Linked DNA regions of Sus scrofa: regions 1 and 3 are each linked to region 2. Evidence: chromatin contacts called from public promoter capture Hi-C data. All regions are on one chromosome and are shown on one strand. Each heading gives the region's core, a stretch centred on a gene start, on an enhancer-like site or on the middle of the called end of the contact. The rest is flanking DNA. Distances are from core to core; before and after follow the strand shown.

The links. Promoter capture Hi-C pulls out the DNA fragments that hold promoters and counts their contacts.
Region 1: a contact with region 2 is called in a promoter capture Hi-C map of fetal liver, with 2.1 times the contacts expected there. The contact joins the promoter of LPCAT3 here to the promoter of C1R in region 2. A contact is called at or near these places in 2 of 5 promoter capture datasets (fetal liver and liver), 3 of 47 Hi-C or Micro-C datasets (heart right ventricle and liver) and 1 of 2 datasets of contacts at active chromatin or transcription factors (alveolar macrophages).
Region 3: a promoter capture Hi-C map of liver shows a contact between it and region 2, with 9 times the contacts expected there. The contact joins the promoter of C1S here to the promoter of C1R in region 2. A contact is called at or near these places in 2 of 5 promoter capture datasets (fetal liver and liver), 20 of 47 Hi-C or Micro-C datasets (alveolar macrophages, embryonic fibroblasts, epiblast stem cells and 10 more) and 1 of 2 datasets of contacts at active chromatin or transcription factors (skeletal muscle).

What each region holds. Positions count from the first base shown.
Region 1 is chr5:63,705,050-63,709,482 of Sscrofa11.1, reverse strand. It overlaps LPCAT3 (lysophospholipid acyltransferase 5), which reads right to left and starts at 1,809. Exons shown (of 13, transcript XM_003355593.5): 1 at 1,271-1,809. The coding sequence starts at 1,421.
Region 2 is chr5:63,642,124-63,646,109 of Sscrofa11.1, reverse strand. It overlaps C1R (complement C1r subcomponent), which reads right to left and starts at 2,013. Exons shown (of 11, transcript XM_021092408.1): 1 at 1,788-2,013; 2 at 831-1,059. The coding sequence starts at 1,789.
Region 3 is chr5:63,678,122-63,682,314 of Sscrofa11.1, reverse strand. C1S (complement component 1, s subcomponent) reads left to right here and starts at 2,590. Exons shown (of 11, transcript NM_001005349.1): 1 at 2,590-2,653; 2 at 2,892-3,099; 3 at 3,587-3,764. The coding sequence starts at 2,649.

The DNA.
Region 1 (4,433 bases), core at 560-3,059, 64 kb before region 2:
GAAGGACGTGATATTACCCAAGGTTGTTTAAATATGAATTAATGCTTCTCCCATTATCTAGATCTAGTTAACACCCTTAGATGATATTAAATGTCAGCATCTCTACTGACTACTGGATAAATTCCAAATTTCTTTCTGGCATTTAAGGCTTTCCACATCTGCCCAACTTTATCTCAAATTTCTTGTAGTGCAGACCTGCTCTTGCCCCTCTGTTTTGTTTGCTAAATTCCTCCCACCCCTGCTCTCCTAAAGTCCCATAACCTTCATAAAATCTTCCAACTACTCAAATATTGACAAATCAGCTCCTAACTTTTGAATTCCTACAAGACTTTACAGCAATCCTATCAGATAGGCATTATTGTCCTCATTTCATAAATAAGAACACTGAGACTCAGACAGGTTATGTGGTTGGCCCGGGGTCCCACAGTTTGTAAGCAGCAGCAAGGCTGGATCTGATTCGTTTGCCTTCTAAGTCTACACACTTTTTTCCCCCCTCATTGTCATGCTGCTTCCTTGTATTAAAAAAACCATGGAGGAAGAATGCAATAAAAAAGCCTATAAACCAGGTATAACACAGTCTGTTGTGACATAAATTCAGATATACCACATCCTTTGAACCACGTGGATAACAACCGCTTGGGGTAGCATGGATAGTTTTTAAGGGGTTGCCAGTCCTGTTTCCCAAGCCCAGTACTAAAATGATATTCCAGGGTAAATGACAGGTGGGTGGTTAAGGAAAAGAAAAAGCAATATGGTATAAGAAGAAAACACGAGAAACTGGACAAAAAGAGGAAAGTGTAATACAAGCTGGCAATGCACAAAATAGAGATTCAGAATGTGCAAGTATGGAGCGTGGGGCTGAGGGGGCCCTTAGGACTAAAATAGCTAAGTTAGGGGGCCTATACCTGCCAATAAGAAGCGCGCGTGTGAGAGGGTTGATATTAATACCAGCAGTACACATGGACAGAGAGTAGAACTCAAGAGAGACAAATAAGGACAGGTCGTGGGGACACCGGATAGAGCATGGCAGGATGAGAGGGTGGTGGCGCCAAATGAGGGGCCAGAAGGGTACAGTAGGGGTCGAAGGGAAAGGTGAAGAGGTTCAGAGGGCACAGCGCCCCCAGACTCGAGACTAGACTTGTATCCCTCTCCAGAGCTGGTTGGTGTGTTCTAGGATTCACATTCGCACCCCACACAGCCCTCCCGGTGGGGCCGGGAAGAGGGGGAGGTCACGCCCCGGTTCCCCGGGGACTCCGCGAGGGGTCCTTACCTAGGAAGATGGAGAGGATGAGCCGCAGCGCCTGTTCTGACGCGCCCAGGGACGTCGCCAACTTGTTAAGGCTCAGCTCCTGGAGAACCCACCGCAGCACTCCTGCCAGCTCCACCACCGCTCCCACGTCCCCCTCGGCTGCGGACGCCATCTTAGCTCCGGGCGCCCCCCAGGGACCCCTCGGCTCCGCGCGCCCCGAATGTGGGCACAACGCTGGAGCTTCACCCCCAATTCCGGCCCGGAGCCCGCCCACGGCGTGCGCATTGGCTGTGGGCCCGCCCAGCGGCTTCAGACTCAGCCGATCATTGGCCGGCCCGGGAAGGGGGCGGGGCCTCACGCAGCAAGGTAGGCAGGGGGCGGGGCTGAGCGGTTGTAAGGCAAAGGTGACTCTGGCCAGAATGAACGCGGGGCAGGCCGGGGGCGGGGCTTGGTACAGGGAACCAGACCTGCGATTGGAAAAGTCTGAAGCAGCGCCTGTACAACTCAGTTCCAGCAGCTCAGGGGAGGAGTCGGGGCGTGCTGGTGTCCGGCCGGCTCGTGCACTGCCTCCCTATTGGCTGAGACGGAGCAGGCGAGAGTCGGGGCGGGGGGGTGCCGTCACCCGACCGCGAGGTTACTCTCGGTCGCCGGCGCGCCGGGGTTACTGGGGCATGTAGCGGGAGGGCGGGAATTTCTGCGGCGGCCTCGCAAGCGCCTCCTAACGGCGCCGCCGGCCGTTCTTAAACCGTTAGATACGCCGCCGCCTTCCCTCCCAGGCTTTGCCTGCTCCTATTTCCTGCTACGTCCTGTATTAAAATGTTACCTCGAGGGATGAAATTGATATGCCGATTTAATCATTATTTTAATTAAAAATTGAACTAGTTTGTCACTATTACAGGTACAAGGTAAAAGAGCAAAGAGGGTAGAAACTGAGGACAAAATAAAAGCCCTTTTTTCCCACCTTGCTTCTCATTCTTACTTTGTACAGGTAACCACTATTTCAGATAAGAAAAGCAAAATGTGGAGTTCCCATTGTGGCACAGCGGAAACGAATTTTACTAGTATCCGTGAGGATGCCGGTTTGATCCCTGGCCTTGCTAAGTGGGTTAAGAATCCGGTGTTGGGATGAGCTATGGTGTAGGTCACAGACTCAGCTGGAATATGACGTTGCTGTGGCTGTGGTGTAGGCCAGCAGCTGTAGTTCTGATTCAGCTCCTAGCCTGGGAACTTCCATATGTCAGGAGTGCAGCCCTAAAAAGCAAAACAAACCAACAAACACCTTAGAATAACAAAATGTGCCAAGACCAGTGCTGGACCCAATGCCATGGAGTGTGGATTGATGGTAATATAAAGCGATCCTGGACTTATAATTGCAAACTAGGGGAAGTGTCCCTGAAGGAAAGGGACAAGTTCCTATGAGAGTATGTAACAAAGGAACACCAAGAGTTTCCAGTAATAGCTGGAATTTGTGGAGCATCGGTGCACAATTAACCGCTTACACTGCTATAGCACTTCACACTTTGTGCAGCACTGATATCCACAGTAGTTCACTTAATTGATTATGAAACAGGATATTTATTATTATGATATCCTCTTACAGATGCAGAGGCTTGGAGAAATTAAGGAAAGTGGCAGGGACAACTGAAACCCAAGTCTGTTAAACTTCACTTCCCTCCCCCTTTGTGGGAAGAAAATATAAAAAATAAGAAATATTCAGAAAAGTCAAGAATAATATAACTTGGAGTTCCCATGGTGGCTCAGCAGTTAACAAGCCCGACAAGGATTCATGAAGAAGTGGGTTCGCTCCCTGGCCTCGCTCAGTGGATTAAGGATTAAGCATGGCTGTGGCTGTGGTGTAGCCCGGCAGCTGCAGATCCGATTCAGCCCCTAGTCTGGGAACCTCCGTATGCCACCAGTACGGCCCTAAAAAAAAAAAAAAAAAAAAAAAGTAGTAATATCACTTCCCACAGGTTAAGAAACAAACATCACATGTACAGCTGAAGAGCCTGATGTATCTCTTCCTGTGGCATTTCCCTCCTTCTCTTGTTGGAAGTCACCATCTTGCTGACTTTGGTACTTATCAACCCCATGCCTACTATGATGCTTTATACAATGTCTATATCTGGAAACAATTATAGTTTTGCATGCTTTTAAACTTTATATTATAAAATATTACAGTGAATGTATCATTTTGCTACTTGTTTTTATGCTTAACATCTTTATTGAGTGGTATTCACATTCTTTTTTTTTTTTTTTTTTTGCCATTTCTAGGGCTGCTTCTGTGGCATATGGAGGTTCCCAGGCTAGGGGTCGAATCGGAGCTGTAGCCACCAGCCTATGCCAGAGCCACAGCAACGCGGGATCTGAGCTGAGTCTGCAACCTACACCACAGCTCACGGCAAGGCCGGATCCTTAACCCACTGAGCAAGGCCAAGGATCGAACCTGCAACCTCATGGTTCCTAGTTGGATTCGTTAACCACCAAGCCACGACAGGAACTCTGGTATTCATATTCTTACATGTAGCTCTGATGCAATCATTTTAACTGTGATATAATAATTGCACTGTATGATTATTCACAATTTTTCATGGTCATGTTGAGGAATACTGGAATCGTTTCTTATTTGTGTATGTCTTTTACTACAAACATTGCTGTTGTGGACATTCTCCATTAAACAACAGTGAAACTTTCTCTAGGGCTGTAGCTCCAAACTTTTTTTTTTTTAATTAACTAGGATCCACTGTAGGAAACACATTGTTATACTCACATATTCATACACTACACAACAAATGTGTATACTACTCACACTACACACACACGCTACATACTGCAGTGCTATGTATGTATTCTCTGATCATTTCTCATCTATTTTTTTTTTCTTTTTATGGCCACTCCTGTGGCATATGGAAGTTCCTGGGCTAGGGGTTGAATAGGAGCTGCAACTGCTGGCCTGCATCACAGCATAGCAGTGCCAGATCCAAGCCGCCTGTGTGACCTATACCTCGGCTTTCAGCAACATAAGATCTTTAGCCCACTCAAGGCCAGGGATCGAACCTGCATCCTCACGGACACTATGTCAGGTTCTTAACCCACTGAACCACAATGGGAACTCCTATTTTAATTCATTAAAAATTTGCTGATCACAGAGATCCCGTCGTGGCACAGTGGAAATGAATCCGACTAG
Region 2 (3,986 bases), core at 764-3,263:
TATGTAGGCTCTACTTGAATCCTGAATCAAGAATCTTTTTCTTCTTCTTATTTTGTCTTTTTGACTTTTCTAGGGCCGCTCCCGTGGCAAATGGAGGTTCCCAGGCGAGGGGTCGAATCGGAGACATAGCCACCCGCCTACACCAGAGCCACAGCAATTCGGGATCCGAGCCGCGTCTGCGACCTACACCACAGCTCACGGCAACGCCGGATCGTTAACCCACTGAGCGAGGCCAGGGATTGAACCCGAAACCTCATCGTTCCTAGTCGGATTCGTTAGCCACTGTGCCATGACTGGGAACTCCGAGAGTCTCATTTTTATTGGATGTAGAAAGACGGGTCTAGGATGGGGCCCTTAGTCATTACAGGGGTTAGGGGATGAGCCCACTGTCCCCAATAAAGGCTCTGCTTGAGCCACCACCATGCACCGCTCCCTTCCCCTTGTCCCTGTGTTCCTGGTGAGGCAGGGAGCCACGGTGATACTCTCCATGGAAACAGGGAAACTGAGGCACAGCGGTTTCCCAAAGACTCCCACACGCGAGTAAGCAGATGGGGCAGGTGTTTCTGACTCCTGTAGACAGGATATTTCCTGAGGCTGGGGTTGGTTCCTTCCCTCTGTGTTTCTCCCCTCAGTGCCCACCGAGAGTCTCTAAACCAGTGGATGCCCATCCGTGGCATCGCTTGACACTCAGAACTCCACGTGACTCTCAGCTTTTACAGACTTGGGGCTGTGTCCCCAGGTGGGGAGTGTGTCCAGGGGGGTTGGAGCACAAGTCCCCAGCTTCCAGAGACCCCCAACTCTCTCTCTGCCCTCCTGACCGGACCCCCTACCTTGACATAGTCATAGAAACAGCCTTCCGAAGGCTCCAGGTCAAACTGCCAGAAGACCAGCTTCACCCTGTATCCCGTGGGGACTGTGATGACAGTGGTTGTCTCAAAGTTGTTGGGGTAAGGCTTGGGGTACCGAGGGGATGTCACCTCCCCAAAGAGCTTCTGAGGGAGGGGCGTGGTGCCCCCCAAGCTGTAGAACAGGCCTGGCACCAGGAGGTATACGAGCCACCTGCCAAAAAGAAAAATGGTGTCTATAGGGCTGGAGGGGTGCAGCAAGTGCCCTTGCTACCTGGGCAGTGGTCGCAGGGGGGGATGGGATGGTCATTTTCCTCTCTGTCCAGGCTAGACCTCACCGACATGTTCTGGGTGGGGAGGGTGGATTGGGGAGGCTGGTCAGCTGCTGCCCTGGCTGTTCCTCCCCAGAGCAGCGTCCAGTCCAGAGGTCATCTCACTCCCTCCACCTCTCTCCTCATCCTCCTCCCCTGCCTTGACCCATCCCTCCCCTCCCCTCCCCTCCCCTTCCTGGAATAGGGCTGGCTTGGGACCAGTTAATTGAGGGTGAGGGTTTCCCGTCATGGCTCCCTGAAAGGGCTTCCAAAGGTTCAGCAAAGGCCTCTGGGAGAAACCACCTATGGAAGGAGGCGTTGGGGGCACAGGACCCCCTTCTGGGGCAGAGTGGGTTCCGTCCATCTCACTGTTCCCTATGAGCTGGAGGAGGAAGGCACTGGACATCACTTTCTAGGTCTGGGGTCTCCTTTCATCCCCAGGAGGAGGGATGGGGGGTACGTGTTGGACTGTGTGCACGCGTGTGTGCATCGGAACGGATAAGGTATATGGGGAAGGGAAGGGTGTTCCCACCTCCCTGAATGAATTTGAGAGCAGGAATAAACCTCCCGTGCCCGGGGTTCTCCGCTCTGGCTTCTCCCTCCCTCCTTGGTCCCCATCAACCTTACTCACATTTCTCAAGGCCTCTCTGGGGATCCCTGGTTCTCCTGCAGCGGCTTCATCCACTCTGTGTCCAGGGAGAGCGCAGTCATGCAGAGGAGAGAAGGGGGAGGGAATGACCGTGGAGGGGGAAGGGGGGGGACCATTCCGGGAGAAATGTTGTAAGGAACTAACTATTTGCATAAACAAAACCAAAAAAAAAAAGTCTGTTTCCAATTTGATTTAGTTTTGGTTTTGAAATCCCTGATGGTGCTGCCACCTGCTGGCCATGTGGGGAAGGGCTAGAGATGGGTCTGCAGTTTTAAGGGACTGGAAAGCCTTTGGTGGGAGGCCCAGACTTTCACTTCCACATCTGATGGGAGTTTCACCTTTCTTCACCTCTCTAGGCACTGCTGCTCTGTTTCGGGGGTTCCTACCCAGTGGAAATTGCAGTTGAGAGGGACTCTCTTTCCTGGACCGCCCTTCTCCTTTAACCCTGTGCTTCCTGCCCAAGTTACCCAGCTAACCAGCTGCTATGGTCCAGGCATGGCCAGGCTTTCAATGCCCAGGATGATGCGACAGGAATAAGGCTGAGAGCTGGGCAGTGCAGGAGGGCACAGTGGAATGAAGCTTGGTTGCCCTGGGATCTTGATCTCCTTCACTCCTCAGTGACACAGAACAGGGGTCGCTGGGACCCCAAAGCAGCACTGGAGTCTGTGTTAAGACCTTTCCTCTCCACCTCAGTGCACTCAGGCCTGGAGTTCCCGTTGTGGCTCAGTGGGTTAAGAACCCGACTAGGTCTTGTACCTGCATCTTTCTTCATTGTTGGGTCTATGGTCCTCGCCTTACTGGAAACTTCAGCCCAAGATCACTGCAGGAATTTATAAACAAGTTTGTCTTCTTCAAAAACAAACAAACAAACAAACAAACAAACAAAACAAAACAAAACAAACAAAGGACCCCTACTAGTATCCATGAGGATGCAGGTTTGATTCCTGCTCTTGCTCAGTGAGTTAAGGATCTAGCATTCTTGCAAGCTTCAGCATGTTGCAGATGCAGCTTGGATCCGGTGATGCTAAGGCCAGCAGCTATGTGGCTCCGATTTTATCCCTAGCCTGGGAACCTCCACATGCCATGGGTGTGGCCCTAAAAAGACGAAAAAATAAAAATAAAAAAATTAAAAATTAAAGAGAAAAATGCACTCATGGCTGCCCATGAACTTGTCTAAGGAGGGGATAGAGACATCTTTTTTTTTTTTTTTTTTTTTTTGCCTTTTGGTTTTTAGGGCTGAACCTGTGGCACATGGAGTTTCCCAGGCTAGGGGTCAAGTTGGAGCTGCAGCTGCCAGCCTACACCACAGCCACAGCAAGTTGGGATCTGAGCCGAATCTATGACCTACACCACAGCTCATGGCAATGCCAGATCCTTAACCCACTGAGCAAGGCCAGAGATCAAACCTGCATCCTCGTGGATACCAGTAGGGTTCGTTAACCACTGAGCCACTATGGGAAGTCTGAGACATCCTTTTTTCTTCAGCCTCTGGTCAAGAGTTCGAACCTCTAAGGGTTGCAGCTGCCTAAGGGCTTGGCAAACAGTGTGGCTGTGGGCGGAGACAGACTCGGTCTTTCTGAGAGGAAGCCAGGCCCACCAGAGGAGGAAGGGCCCTTGTCTCGCCTGACCTCCAGGCCATTGTGTTCTGTTTTAAAAGTTTGCTCTGGAGTTCCCTGGTGGTACAGGGGGTTAAGGATCCAGGGTTGTTACTGTTGCAGTTGGGGTCGCTGCTGTGGCTCGGGTTCGATCCCTGGCAAGGGAATTTCTGCATGCTGCAGGGGCAGCAAAAAATAAATAAATAAATAATAAAAAGAGAGAGAGAGAGAGAGAGAGAGAGAGATTGCTCTTTGGGGAAGTCTTTCTTCAGCTCTGCCCGGCTCAGATACCCTATGGTGTTGTGTTCCACAGGGAGGCTCAGATGGCAGAACAGGCTCCTGAATTCTCAGGCCTCGTAGTCACTCCTGCTTGTTTCCCCTACTAGACTAATCCCTCCATCTCTTCACCCACCCACCGGCTCACTTATCCACTTGTAGCTGCCCATTTCTTGTGCCAGGCACTTTCCCCAGCAGTGGGCTCATGAAGATGCGGCAGCTCCCCATTTGGCAGTGACCAGGTCATCACGGAATGGAGTTTAAGAGCTGGCATGTGAAAGAGGCAGTGTCAAGCCAGGTTGGAGGGTTC
Region 3 (4,193 bases), core at 1,341-3,840, 36 kb before region 2:
CTTGTGGTTAGGACTCGGTGCTCTCACTGCTGCAGCCTGGGCTCGATCCCTGGTCTGGGAACTGAGATCCCACATCAAGCTGCTGCATGCCATGGCCAAAAAAAATCCATAAATTCTGAATTTTGAAGCATATCTGGACCCATGGGTTATGGATAAAGAACCCTGGATTGTATGTGAACTGTGGGTTGATTAGTGGATATAATTTAGATGTTGGGAGATGTGGCAGGGATTTTAGCAAGAGTAAAAAAGCATCATCCCATATCAGCTTGGGTCTAGGTATAATTCATTATCGAATCATTCCGTTTGCTTTAAAGGCAGAGATGATTTGCATTTCTTTCTTTCTTTCTCTCTCTATCCCCTTCCTTCCTTCCTTCCTTCCTTCCTTCCTTCCTTCTTTCGTTTGCTTTTTAGGGCTGCACCTGCAGCATATGGAAGTTCCTGGGCTAGGGGTTGAATCAGAGCTGCTGCTGCCTGCCTACACCACAGCTCATAGCAATGCCAGATCTTTAACCCACTGAGCGAGGCCAGGGATCGAACCTGCATCGTCATGGATACTGGTTGGGTTCTTAACCCGCTGAGCCACGACGGGAACTCTGACCTGCATCTCTGATAACGGCTCTCCTTTCGTTTGTGATTCCTATGCAGTTGGAGGGCTGGACTTTTCTGGGTTTCGCTTTTCCCCACAGTATTAATCCCTTCCTTTTCCTACAAATCACCTGACTTCCCCAAAAACTCTGCAGCACACCCTTTGGCTAAAAAAGAGTGTTAGGCAATCGGTGAAATTCCCAGATTCCTCCTCTCAACCCCAGCAGCCTGGGATAGAGGAATCTCAGGCTTGAGAGAATATGCAGTTCTTGTTTCAAAAGCAGAGGGAGCTCCAAGATCAAGGCTGAGCTCCCCTTTCCCTAAGTCATGGTCTCCCAGCCCCCTCCTTGTTTGGATCAGGGAATTTCAGACATGCACACTGGAGTAGAGAATCACAGGGACAGAATCAGCCCAGGGAGGCCGGCGGAGGTTCCTGCAGAGGGGGTGCCTGGGCCCTGTGCTGCTCTTCCTGGGGGCCGGCAGGGTCGCCGGGCATGCCCACTGGCAAGAGAGAGGGGACTGACCCGCTTGCTCCCATCAGCTTCTGAAGGTAAAAACCTTGAAATCGAAGAGCAGAGCTTTGATGGAGGAAAAAGGAAGGCAGAAAACTTTATATAAGAAGGTTTGGGGCAAAGAGGGAGGGCTGGAAAGAGCAGAACAAAAAGAAGGCAGAATATAGACCCCTTATTTCTCAGGTTGACTCTCTCCACCCCAGTGTCACCTCACCACCTATCACTGTTTTCAGGGTTAGAAACATATTTGGCAGGACTTTTTGGAACTGTGGGGGAAATGCCTTGTCTTTTTAGTAAAGTTAAAAAAAAACCAAAACTTGGAAAAATGACCTGGGAAATTGAGGGAATACTTTTCCTCTCTTTTTATGTTTCCTGTCATTCAGATGTACCTTTTCTTCTTCCCCACCCAAGCTTGTCTCAAGACCACTTCTCCCCAGGTTTTTCCCTGGGAAAAGAAGCTCATTCCTCCATCAGTGGTCATTTGGGGCATCCACAGAAATCCATGCACTAATAAACATAGTCAAGAGAGCTAGTTCGAAGTGATAAGGGGTGGGGGGGTGTTTTTTTTTTTTTTTGCTTTGCTTTGCTTTTTTTAAGGGCTGCACTCATGGCATATGGAAGGTTCCAGGCTAGGGGTCCAGCTGGAATCAGAGCTGCAGCCACCGGCCTACACTGCAGCCACAGCAATGCCAGATCCTTAACCCACTGAGCAAGGCCAGGGATAGAATTCTCATCTTTATGGATACCAGTCAGGTTCATTGCCACTGAGCCATGACGGGAACTCCAAGGGGGGAGCCCAGTGTTAAGGAGAGGGGAGACCCGTCCTAGGAGGATGGTCATGAGGGGGAAAGACTCCTGAACACCTGAGTAGAAATGGGGATATGGTTCTCTGAGAGCAAGAGAGAGGCTGATAGGGTTGGGGCTGGAGGGGACAGTTGGGGGTGAGGAAGGAAAACAGAGGAAGAGGAAAACTCGAGAGAGAGTACTTCTCATTTTGGAGAAAACTTGGGAGAAGGTCCCGAGAAACCACAGGAGAGGGATAAGATTTAGTTTCAATTTAGAACCAGGAAGGAGTTCCCGCTGTGGTGCAGTGGGTTAAGAATCTGACTGCAGTGGCTCAGGTGGATGTGGAGATGCGGTTTCAATCCTGGCCCGGTGCAGTAGGTTAAAGGATCCAGCGTGGCTTCAGGTGTGGTGTAGGTCTTGGCTGCAGCTTGGATTCCATCTCTGGCCTGGGACCTTCCATATGCCTTGGGTGAGGCCATTAAAAAAAAAAAAAAAAAACCACAAAAAAAACTAAACCAAACCAAACAAAATTTAGAAACAGGGAGCATGTGAGAGGATGGGTGTCAGGGGCAATGATTAGTGATATCCTTCTGTTTACTCTCTGTGTTATTTTTGCCAAGGGGACACTGATCCTTCACTGCTTCAGCAGGTATCTGTGTTTGTTGGACAAATACACAGCCTGGCACCTCTTTGGCTCCAAAGTCCAGAGGTGCCAAGAGCCAGGACCAAAAGAGCTGTTCACCAGGGATGGACAAATTGCCAGGGATGTGGTAAGTGATCAGGAATCCACAGGGATGTACACAGACTCAGTTCCCTTCATCTTCTCAAGAAAATGGTTCAGATCTGAAGCCTGGGTTTTGCTTTAATGGGGCCTTTTGGCTTCATTCCCACCCAAGCGTCTCCTCTATGGGCTGGTGCCCTTCTCCTTTCCCCTCCCTTCTCCCTGCACTCGTCCGTTGGCACCTGCATCACCCACCTCTCCATGTGTCTTTTTTTTTTTTTTTTCAGGTGCATTGTCCTACTTTCCCTTTTGGCGTGGGTTGATGCCGAGCCGACTATGTATGGGGAGATCCTGTCCCCCAACTATCCTCAGGCTTACCCCAATGAGGTAGAGAAATCTTGGGATATAGAAGTTCCTGAAGGGTACGGGATCCACCTTTACTTCACCCACCTGGACATAGAGCTGTCAGAGAACTGTGCATATGACTCAGTGCAGGTATGTTCTTTTTTTTTTTTTTTTTTTTTTTTTTGTCTTTTTGCCATTTCTAGGGCCATTCCTGCAGCATATGGAGGTTCCCAGGCTAGGGATCGAATTGGAGCTGTAGCCACTGGCCTACGCCAGAGCCACAGCAACACAGGATCCGAGCTGCGTCTGCGACCTACACCATAGCTCACGGCAAGGCCGGATCCTTAACCCACTGAGCAAGGCCAGGGATTGAACCTGCAACCTCATGGTTCCCAGTCAGATTCATTAACCACTGAGCCACGATGGGAACTCCAGTGCAGGTATGTTCTAATAAGCACATAAAGGATGGGGCTGGGGTTGGGGGCTGGAAGGAGAGGTTGCCAGCAGGAGTGCCCCTGGTATGCAGTGAGCTGGAGTCACAAAGTCCTCCTGTGGGAAATGGTCTCATCTTTCCCCCTTTGCTCTGACCTTCCTACCAAAATATCCATTCCCAGCCTCTTTTTGACTCTTCTCTTAGATAAAGTCAGGAGGACGTGAAGAAGGGAAACTCTGTGGACAGAAGACCAGCAAGAACCCCAAGTCCGCAGTGGTGGAAGAGTTCCAAGTCCCGTATAACAAACTCCAGGTGATTTTTACGTCGGATTTCTCCAATGAGGAGCGTTTCACTGGGTTTGCCGCCTACTACGTTGCCGTAGGTAAGGCTCTTCCTTCTCCGTGTACCTCACTGATCCAGCTACAAGATTGAAAACAGGACAAACATTGAGCAATGCAAGGAGTGAGGATTCTGTTTATAACTCTTATGAAGGGTTGGCTTGGATCCCTCCATGAATCACATTTGTGAAATACAAACACATAATCGTATCTTGGTGGTGATACGATGATAGCAGCACAAATAGATAATAAACAGGAACTTACTGAGAACCACTGTGAACTGGGCACTGTGTTAGGAATTTTACCTATATTAATTTAATCTTCACCTCAACTCTTTTCTTTTGTCTTTCTTTTTTTGGTCTTTTTAATGCCACACCTGTGGCAGATGGTGGTTCCCAGGCTAGGGGTTGAATAGGAGCTACGGCGGCTGGCCTGTGCACAGCCACAGCAACGCAGGATCCGAGCCACCTCTG